3 separate regions of the Sus scrofa genome follow, and all the other regions are linked to region 1. Evidence: chromatin contacts called from public HiChIP or PLAC-seq and promoter capture Hi-C data. All regions are on one chromosome and are shown on one strand. Each heading gives the region's core, a stretch centred on a gene start, on an enhancer-like site or on the middle of the called end of the contact. The rest is flanking DNA. Distances are from core to core; before and after follow the strand shown. Region 1 holds the start of PTPN2 (tyrosine-protein phosphatase non-receptor type 2). Region 2 holds the start of AFG3L2 (AFG3-like protein 2). Region 3 holds the start of RNMT (mRNA cap guanine-N7 methyltransferase).

The links. Promoter capture Hi-C pulls out the DNA fragments that hold promoters and counts their contacts. HiChIP or PLAC-seq counts read pairs in DNA pulled down with a chosen protein or histone mark.
Region 2: a promoter capture Hi-C map of liver shows a contact between it and region 1, with 2.5 times the contacts expected there. The contact joins the promoter of AFG3L2 here to the promoter of PTPN2 in region 1. A contact is called at or near these places in 1 of 5 promoter capture datasets (liver) and 1 of 2 datasets of contacts at active chromatin or transcription factors (skeletal muscle).
Region 3: an H3K27ac HiChIP or PLAC-seq map of alveolar macrophages shows a contact between it and region 1. The contact joins the promoter of RNMT here to the promoter of PTPN2 in region 1. A contact is called at or near these places in 1 of 47 Hi-C or Micro-C datasets (heart right ventricle) and 1 of 2 datasets of contacts at active chromatin or transcription factors (alveolar macrophages).

What each region holds. Positions count from the first base shown.
Region 1 is chr6:96,768,482-96,771,360 of Sscrofa11.1, forward strand. PTPN2 (tyrosine-protein phosphatase non-receptor type 2) reads left to right here and starts at 1,383. Exons shown (of 9, transcript XM_021096023.1): 1 at 1,383-1,951. The coding sequence starts at 1,790.
Region 2 is chr6:97,199,454-97,202,332 of Sscrofa11.1, forward strand. AFG3L2 (AFG3-like protein 2) reads left to right here and starts at 1,437. Exons shown (of 19, transcript XM_021096024.1): 1 at 1,437-1,705. The coding sequence starts at 1,589. PRELID3A (PRELI domain containing protein 3A) reads right to left here and starts at 1,339. Exons shown (of 10, transcript XR_002344989.1): 1 at 1,116-1,339.
Region 3 is chr6:96,361,407-96,364,285 of Sscrofa11.1, forward strand. It overlaps RNMT (mRNA cap guanine-N7 methyltransferase), which reads right to left and starts at 1,408. Exons shown (of 12, transcript XM_021096015.1): 1 at 1,028-1,408. FAM210A (protein FAM210A) reads left to right here and starts at 2,034. Exons shown (of 5, transcript XM_021096018.1): 1 at 2,034-2,148.

The sequences.
Region 1 (2,879 bases), core at 133-2,632:
GTTCCTCTGCAGGGTCAAACCCGCACTGATCCAAAGACAACCTGGGATTAATAACTGGCTGCGTCACTTCGGGAACACCCTGTAGTAGTCTTGGTTTATACAGAGAAAGGGGAGAGGGATGTTGGTTGGGCAAGCTGATCTAGTAGGATTTTTGCTGAAGGTGGGCCAGATGTCACTTGGGGGACGGCAGAAGATGAGGAACCTGATTTAAACTGTAAATGCTCAGATACTGAGATTCGGGGACTCCTAATGGAATTCGACAATGCAGAGAGAAACTGGGAACTCCAAAAGCCCAGACCTCGCTGAGAAAGAGCTCAGAGGACTCTATCATTTCACTTTAATTAAAATTTAACTTTTTTTTTAGGGATGCATCTGCAGCATATGGAAGTTCCCAAGCTACAGATTGAATCGGAGCTGCAGCTGCCAGTCTACGCCACAGCCACAGCAGATCTGAGCCACATCTGTGACCTACACCACAGCTCACAGCAATGTGGGGTCCTTAACCCACTGAACAAGGCCAGGGATGAACCCACAACATCAAGGATACTAGTTTGGTTCTTAACCCACTGAACCACGATGGGAACTTTGGTTAAATTTAACTTTTATTTAGTGGATGCACAGCTAAAGTTCTTCTAACCCTTCACATTACTTACTGAAGGTGATATAAGATGTTCTAAGCACGTGAGCTTCCCAACAATGGATTATCTTAACATAAAGTGAGATGATTTTCATCATCAGCAGTTTGTTTGGTAAAAGATGATTTGTCCTTTTCAGAGGTAACACTAGCTTTTCAGTTGTGGAACATTTACAAGTGTAGTCTCCAACCTCCAGAAGAGGTTACCTCTTCTGCTATAGCGGTTTATTTGGCACAAAACCCGAGGCTGCGCAGAAGCTGGCCTCAGGTCTGGTTTATTTCCTCCTAGAGGAGAAAGTGGGACACGGGTCTAAACTGACCTAGATGACATTTAAAATAAAGTTCAGGGAGTTCCCATTGTCGCTCAGTGGAAATGAACCCAACTAGTATTCATTAGGACTCAGGTTTCATCCCTGGCCTTGCTCAGTGGGTTAGGGATCCGGCATTGCCATGAGCTGTGATATAGGCCACAGATGCAGCTTGGATCCTGCATTGCTGTGGCTGTGGTGTAGGCCAGCAGCTACAGCTCCAATTCAAACCCTAGCTTGGAAACCTCCATATGCAGAGCAAGTGGCACTAAAAAGACAAATAAATAAATGAAGTTCAGCAGTTTCTGTTCTGGCTCAGCAGTGAAGACTCGGACTAGTACCCATGAGGATGCTGGTTTGATCCCCGGCCTTCCTCAGTGGGTAAAGGACCCGGAGTTGCCATGAGCTGTGGTGTAGGTGGAAGAGGCGGCTTGGACCTGGTTGTGGCTGGCAGCAGCGCTCTGACTGTACCCCTAGCCTGGGAACTTCCATATGCTGCACGTGAGGCCCTAAAAAGCATAAACCCCTCCCCCAAAATCAGTTCAAGCAACGCTGTTCTAAAAATTAAGACTAACAGGGAAAAAGACATGGGACGGCAAGGAGGAAACAGGTCTCCCCAGCACACTCGCCAAGCGACGAGGCCCAGAACCCCGGCAGCTCGCCTTCCGCGTCCTTCGCCTGCATATCCGGGGTTCCTCCCGGCCCCGCCCCCTCCACCTGGGCGCCGTCAGGACCACGCCTCCCCCGGTGCCCCGCCCGCGTGGCGCAAGCAGCGCGCTGACGTCACGCACCAGGTACTTTCCCCGCGCCCCGGTCTGCGAGGGGGCGGGGCGGGCGTGGAGCGCGCATGCGCGGCAGCGGCAGCGCGCTGCCCGGATCGTGCGGGGCCCGAACCTCTCCGCCGGCGCAGGCTCCCTCGCGCCAGCTCCCTCCCGCCGCCATGTCGGCCGCCATCGAGCGGGAGTTTGAGGAGTTGGACGCTCAGAATCGCTGGCAGCAGCTATACCTGGTGAGTGGAGGGCTCACGCAGCCGCCGCCTGCCCCTCCGAGGACCCGGCTCGCGCCCGCCAGCGCCCGCCGCCTCCCCCGCCTCCCGCTGGGGCGGAAGTGGCCGCGCGCGGGCCGCGTCAGGACGCGCGTGCGCCGCCTGGGCCTGGGCAGCAGGGTACCGGCGTGCGCGCAGGCGCAGTCGTCTCCGGGGGCGGTGCCGGTGGCGGGCGTGGGCGGGGATGCGGCGGGGCCCGAGGTGACGGGGCTCGGGGTGACAGGGGCGGGGGTTCGCGGGGAGGGGCGTTGCGGCGCGCCCGGTTTGTCTCGGCGTTCGGGGAGGAGCTCGGGGAGGTAGGGGGTGCCGAGAATGGTCGCCCCGTGCCCCATCCCGACTTCCGCGCGACGTGAGGGGTTCCCCGCCCGGGCGCTTGTTTCCCCAGGCCCTCCTGGGTTACAGTCCTTTCCGCGAGGGAACGAGCTCTATGTTGGCTTCTCAGGCTACCTGCCGAGCATTTCACTTCCAAGTGTACTTGAGTTAAGCTCTTTTAAAATGACTCGGTTGTCTGTTCTCCACCGTTTAATCATTAGCACGTTGTTTCCAAGATCGTACTGAGTGGTTGGTGAGTTAATGCTGCTCCCGCGGTCGCTCTGCACAGTGAAACGTCAGAATTAAGGCTTTCCTGTAAACCGCAGTGATTCCGGACTTTCCCCCTTCCCATTTAATTAGATGACAGTTTCTCTTGTGTTCGAGATGTAACGTTTTCTTCTTGAACACTTTAGCAGGAAGTGTAATAAATACCCTGATTCACGTGGTTGGAGTGTGGAGAATTGGGTATTAACTTTAAGGACTTTTCCAGCTATAGAAAGTTTTAAATGCAAATTCTCGTAGGAAGCTTTATGTGGGAGCCTTCCAGCTATGTCTTGTGCAGTTCTGTTTGTTTTAGCCG
Region 2 (2,879 bases), core at 187-2,686, 430 kb after region 1:
GTATTACCAAACATAATCTGGTTTCTACCTCTACTTGGACCTCTGACACAATAATACTTGTACTGATTTTTGCTCTCTGCCTTTTAAACCTGCTTTTTAAGCTTGTTTCTTCTAGATTACAACAGTTTCACCTGTAGATAATGGTAGGCCAGGGATTTCAACCCGTCCCGCCATGAAGATGGGCATTATCAACATCCACTGGACAGGGCTGCAACCTCCTAATATTCACTACTCTCCATCTCTGCCACTGTCAGTGACCCCAAGACCCTGATCTCTGACAGATGGCAAGATGGTCTGGACCCCACACGCAGTTGTCCACACATAGGGACAAAGCCCCTGCTCCATCTTAAAGCCGCTACAGAAAACAGACCACGGACTCTTTGATTTTTTAAAAAATTTAAGGGTCCAGACTCCTTGGGGAAGGGGGAAATGTTAAAGCAGGCAGTTAGCCAGAAATGAGGAGAGAAGGGAGGCATGAGCATGTGAGGAAACCTACATCCTGCTCCCAAAGGGTCCCAGAGACAAAGAAAGGCGGGAAGTAGAGAAGTAACATTTGCTCGCTATGCCCTCATTACAACAGAATTAACCAGAACAGTGCCCACCAAGCACCCGACGCCCAGGCAGAGCGGAGAAACCAAAAGGCGAATGCCTGCTGTGGAGCAGCTCATTAAGAATTCCGAAGTTGCGGCAGGTGTGAGGGTTCGTTCCCGGGACAGGCAACTTCCATAGCCACAGGAAAAAAGGAAAAAGAAAAAAAGACCAAAAATGGAGCAAAACTCCCCCGCCCCAGGGAGGCGCATAAGGGAAGCAAGATCCAGAGACGTTCCCGCGCCATCCCCGCGCCCTCAGAACCCGCCTGGCCGGCGCTCTCCCGCTGTGCCCCGGAGGTGATGAGGACCCGGCCTCTGGCCAGGCGGGTCATCCCGCCGCCGCCCAGACGCGTCCCCCAGTCTGCTCTAGCCCTCCGCCCCTGCCCTCGGCAGGCGCACCTGTCCTGTCCAGGAAGGGTCATCGTCCAGAAACGGACCGCACAGCTGACAGAGCCGACCGCGGTGCTGCTGCGGAGAAGGCGCCACTGAACACACCCTCAAGAACACACTCCATGAGGGTCTTACCTAGAGAGAGACGCCCAAAGGGTCCAGGACGCCTCACCTGAAGGAAGGGGCCACCTGTGGGGGCCTCAGCAGCCTCTGCGAGCCTCGGGGCTCCAGCGCGCGCGGCGTTACTGCAAGTGTCCCACCTGCCCCAGGCTCCGCCCTTAGGCCCCGCCTCCAGCTCCGCCCGCTGCGCTGCACGGGCCCTCCGCCCTTTTTCCTTTAGGCCCCGCCTCCTTCCCCGCCCACCACCGTCTGAGCACCTCCTTTAGACCCCGCCTCCGGCCTGTCCCGGACGCTGCGGGGGTGGAGCCACGGCCCTGGGCCCTAGAGCACGCCGCGGTACGGCTGACGTCAGCGCGCCGGGGCCCGAAAGGACGTCAGGAGAGTGTGGGGTCGCGGGCGAACCCTCCCGTGGCCTCCGTTCGGATCCTGACGGGCCATCGAGGCTGCTTTCCAGTCCGCGCCTGGGCCCGAGAGGCGCGCCGGCGGCCATGGCGCACCGCTGCCTGCTGCTGTGGGGCCGCGGTGCTTGCCGGCCCCGCGGGCTGCCCCCGCCGCTCGTGCCTGGCGGCCGCGCGGGACCCACCGAACGGCTCTGCCTGCAGACGGTGAGTTCCGCGCCCCCGGTCCGCTTCCGGCCCGCAACCCGCTTCCGGCCCGGCGCCGGGCGTCAAGGTCACCGGGCCCGGGTGGAGAAGGGCCTCGGAGCGGCGGGTCCGCTCTGGGCCCGGGAGGCCGGTGAAACAGAGCGTGTGGGAGCCGGTCCCGCCGGAGCCCTGCGCCCCGGGGGGTGTGTCCGTCACTGCAGCCTGCGGTTGGCGCCCGGAGGACCCCAATGCCTAGTAATGGGTCATTAACGGTGTCCCCTCTGTCACCGCGAGGCCCTAGCCTCCGTGCAGGGCTGTCCGGCGGTGCAGCCCACGTCGGCTGTGCCCGTGGCGAATCTCGCCTCGCGCAGGCTGACCCCGACCGCATACGGAGGCGCGGGGGCTGGTGGGCAGGACCCTAGCCGGGGGCTTACTCTCCATTTGCCCTTGAGGAAGTGTTTGCAGCCTCTCCACTTTTAAAAAGGCGGTGATAGCACCTGCATTCCTGACGTTTCCTCCTCGGAGCCTCCTTATCCCCTCTTTCCTACTCTGAGTTGCCATGCTCTAGGCCTTTTCCCGTTTATTGCATTGCGTCCATTTCTTTGCCTTTCCTTGCTCTAATCCCTCCTAGTGACTATTGACATGCAGTAAGCAGGTAGGGATCTGCCTTGTGAGTTTGAAATTTTTATGGAGGAATCTTACCTAAAAGTCCTTTCTTTCGAATGGCACCTAGTGTCGGTGAATCGGTGCTGAGGTGTAAGGAAGTCTCTTGTAGGCCCCAGACACATATTCCCTGGTACTTCCCTGAAAATGTGGATGGGGACACCAGGGCATTACTCTGCTACCTACAAGGGACTCTGAGAAGACGCATTTTCCTTTAGGTTTGTGCGGCTGGTAAAAGTGTTTTTCCAGTGAGGTTCCTTGGGAAAAGAATTTGATGTGTGAGGTATCTGTTCTTAGGTGTAATTCTCAGAGGAGTAAAACCGAAGATAAAGCAACTAAAAAGTACTCATATGGTCAAACAGAAAAGCCAGTTCTCCAAATCGAGGTGCTCTAAATTTAAAGTTAATTTCTTTTATATGTATTATTCTTTGAATGATTTTAGCATAGAGAGCTGAGGGAAAAAATTTCTTTGGTGGTTCTCTCAGCATTAAATTCAGGGATTACTGCTAGAGGTATAAGGGGACTTGTTAGT
Region 3 (2,879 bases), core at 158-2,657, 410 kb before region 1:
TTATTTCATAATGGGAGTCAGAATGAGATTAGAAATCCAAGAAAGCAGAATGGCTGGACAAAAAGTTTCAAGACTCAGCCAGCAACTTAAGGACCATTAGTCTTTTTCAAATGTATTTAGGCCTATGTGTGAAATGGGAGTTGGAGAGAAATAAGTGAACTATTTACTGGATAAGAACTTAATAAGTACTTCAACAAGTTTAGTTAACTCCTACTACAGAAAAGCTCAATAAGGCACTGTGAGTGAGTCTTCAGAAAGTTTACAGCTTATATATACCACTATTAAAACGTTAGGCTGTATTATTAAAACCAAGTGGAGAAGAGAAAGCAAAAGTCCAAAACTCAGTAAGATTCAGCAAATTCAGAACTTAAAAGTTACAAAGAGAGAGACAAAGTCTTCTGAGTATTTCTTCTCTCTAGAGCAGAAATAGTCACTTAACGAAATGGGTAAAAAATCACTCTAAATCAGTAAGGGTTTCAAAGGATATTAGCTTTTACTACCCAAGGTTTGAGGTAACAAAATACCAAGACGTGCCAAAACTGGAAGAACTGAAACAGAGAAAAAGAATTACCCATAAATGTAATTTTCTGAATAACTACTTAAAATGATTATCTAATAAAACTGCCCACCAAATTATCAAGTCCCTAGCTCTCCTCCTTGCTAATTACTTCCTAATAAGAAGTAGAAGCCGGTTTTAATTCCAAATAAATCAAAGCAATTTATTATCTTTAGCTATAATTAGTTTTAACTGTAAATGTAAAGCCTAAATTCAGTATTGGGAATGTAAGTTAAATTTATTTATATTTATCTGTGATATTTCCACAGATGAGATGCCCTAAAGACCATTCAGTCAGAATAAACAGCACAGAATTTCAAACGACCCCAGAAATGGGTACGAATGTTTGGACCCAACATCCCAGTGGAATAATGATTAAGCTCCCGACGCAAGAGGACTGCCCTTCGGAACCCTGGAAGAAAGACTCGGGTAAAGAGTCGATAGACACAGCCGTGGATGCGCATCAACGACCTGCCTGGCATCTCCGTGACCTGCGCAGCAGTCACCCCCGAAGTTGCCCGGGGACGACGGGCCAGGAGCTCGAGCTCCAGCAGGTGAGCTCCATGTCTGAACTGCCAGCCAGCCAGCCAGGTCTCCTCAGGCCCAAGGACGCACAGAGCCGCCCGGGGCGGCCCGGCTCGGGTTCCAGCCCTCCGCGCAGGCCAGGCGGCTGGCCGCTCCGGCTCCGACAGCCTGGCAGTCCTGAAGCCGCTCTCGGGTCTCTCCGACCTGGGCGCGCTCCGCGCCAAGGGGTACCGGTGTCCGCCGAACAGCCCGGCCAGCAGTCAGAGCTCCCCTTCCACCCGGCGGCCGCCACACACAAAGGGTACGGACCCAGCGCCGGAGCCACACACTCACCGTCTAGCCATCCACGACTCTGTTTGCGGAAGAGGCGTCTCGCCACGCGCGCGCTGTGACGTCACTACCGGGCAGCACGGGATCACGTGGCCCGGAAGCCCGAGTCCCGGCATGCCGCGCGCCGCGAGCTGAAGGCGCCGGCACTTGGGGGCGTGAGCGCGTGGTTGGCGGGGTCGCGTGGGGCGGGCGGGAGGCGTGGTCGCCTGAGCCCGAGGCTTCTGGCGCGCGGACCCCACGCTCTGCTGGCGGCTCTGTGGGGCGACACGGCGGGAACTCGGAGTGGTTCGCCTGGACTCTGCTGCGGGGAGCGGCGGCGGTCTCAAGTCCTGAGGTAGCCCGGGCCTCTGAGGGCGGAGTTGGGCAGTCCTCAGGGCCGCTTCAGCGTGGTGCCCAGCGGGGAGCGGCCGGGGCGGGGACCTGGGGAGGACAGAGGGCACCCCGCCCTTCGCTGTGGGCCGGTGTCCTGCAAGCCCTGTGGGACGGTTTTCCAGCCTCAGCTCTGCCACCTTCACCCTTTGCTCTGCCCTTCCTCGCTCGCCGGCTGGGAGGGGCCTGGGAGCCCGGGCGTTTGGACTTGGCTTCGGGAAAGCTTAGCGTCCTGCTGCTTCTTGGGGACCGCAGGTCACTCCCTACCGCTGCGTTCTGGAGGGCCAGATCTCTCTCGAGAGGGCGCTTCTTATCTGTCAGACTTGGGAGGAAGGAGCAGCCCATAGCTGTCTTCGAAAATCGGCTCCGTGGTGGTATCTGTGTAGGCTGGATTTGGGGACGGGATGGGTGGGGGAGTCAACACACTTTTTTGGCCCATTCGCTGTAATTTCCGCTAGACAGTTGGAGGTCCTGCGGCACTGAAGCTCCGTACTTCAGGGTTTAGCACCCCATGCTAGGTCGAAACTGTGCCTGTGGACTAAGATTGTTGATGGATTGTGCCGCAGCGCCTCCCACCTGAAGGGTGTAAAAAGTGATCAGAAATACGCTTTCAGTTCTTGTTTACCAAAATTGATCTCTTTAAAAGCAGCTTCGGAAGTGGGTTTACTAGCCTACATAGTTGTCGGTAGGCACCCTTATATTAACAAGTAGACCTCGCTTTGGGGAAAACAACGTTTGCAGTGTATACTTCGCTTCTAAATTGTGGGCAATAACCTTTTTGAGGTTGTTGATCCCTTATACACTTTGGACCAAGAATGAAGCCTATTTTTAATAAACGAGGATAAGCCATCAATTTCAGATGACTGTACTTTTTTTTAATGCAGTGATCGAAATTGAGAATTAATTTTGTTATTACAGATAACTGCAAAGGTATAGATAGATCCTAGTGACTGAGCGTGCTATTTACATATACATGCGTTTAGAACTAGGTAATTACATAGCCACATTTGTTGGTTCTGATGCTAAAGTTTCTTAAGATAATTGCTGTTGTAATTTTATGGAAAATAAGTAATTTTGACCTTTTAAGAAATTTTCTCAT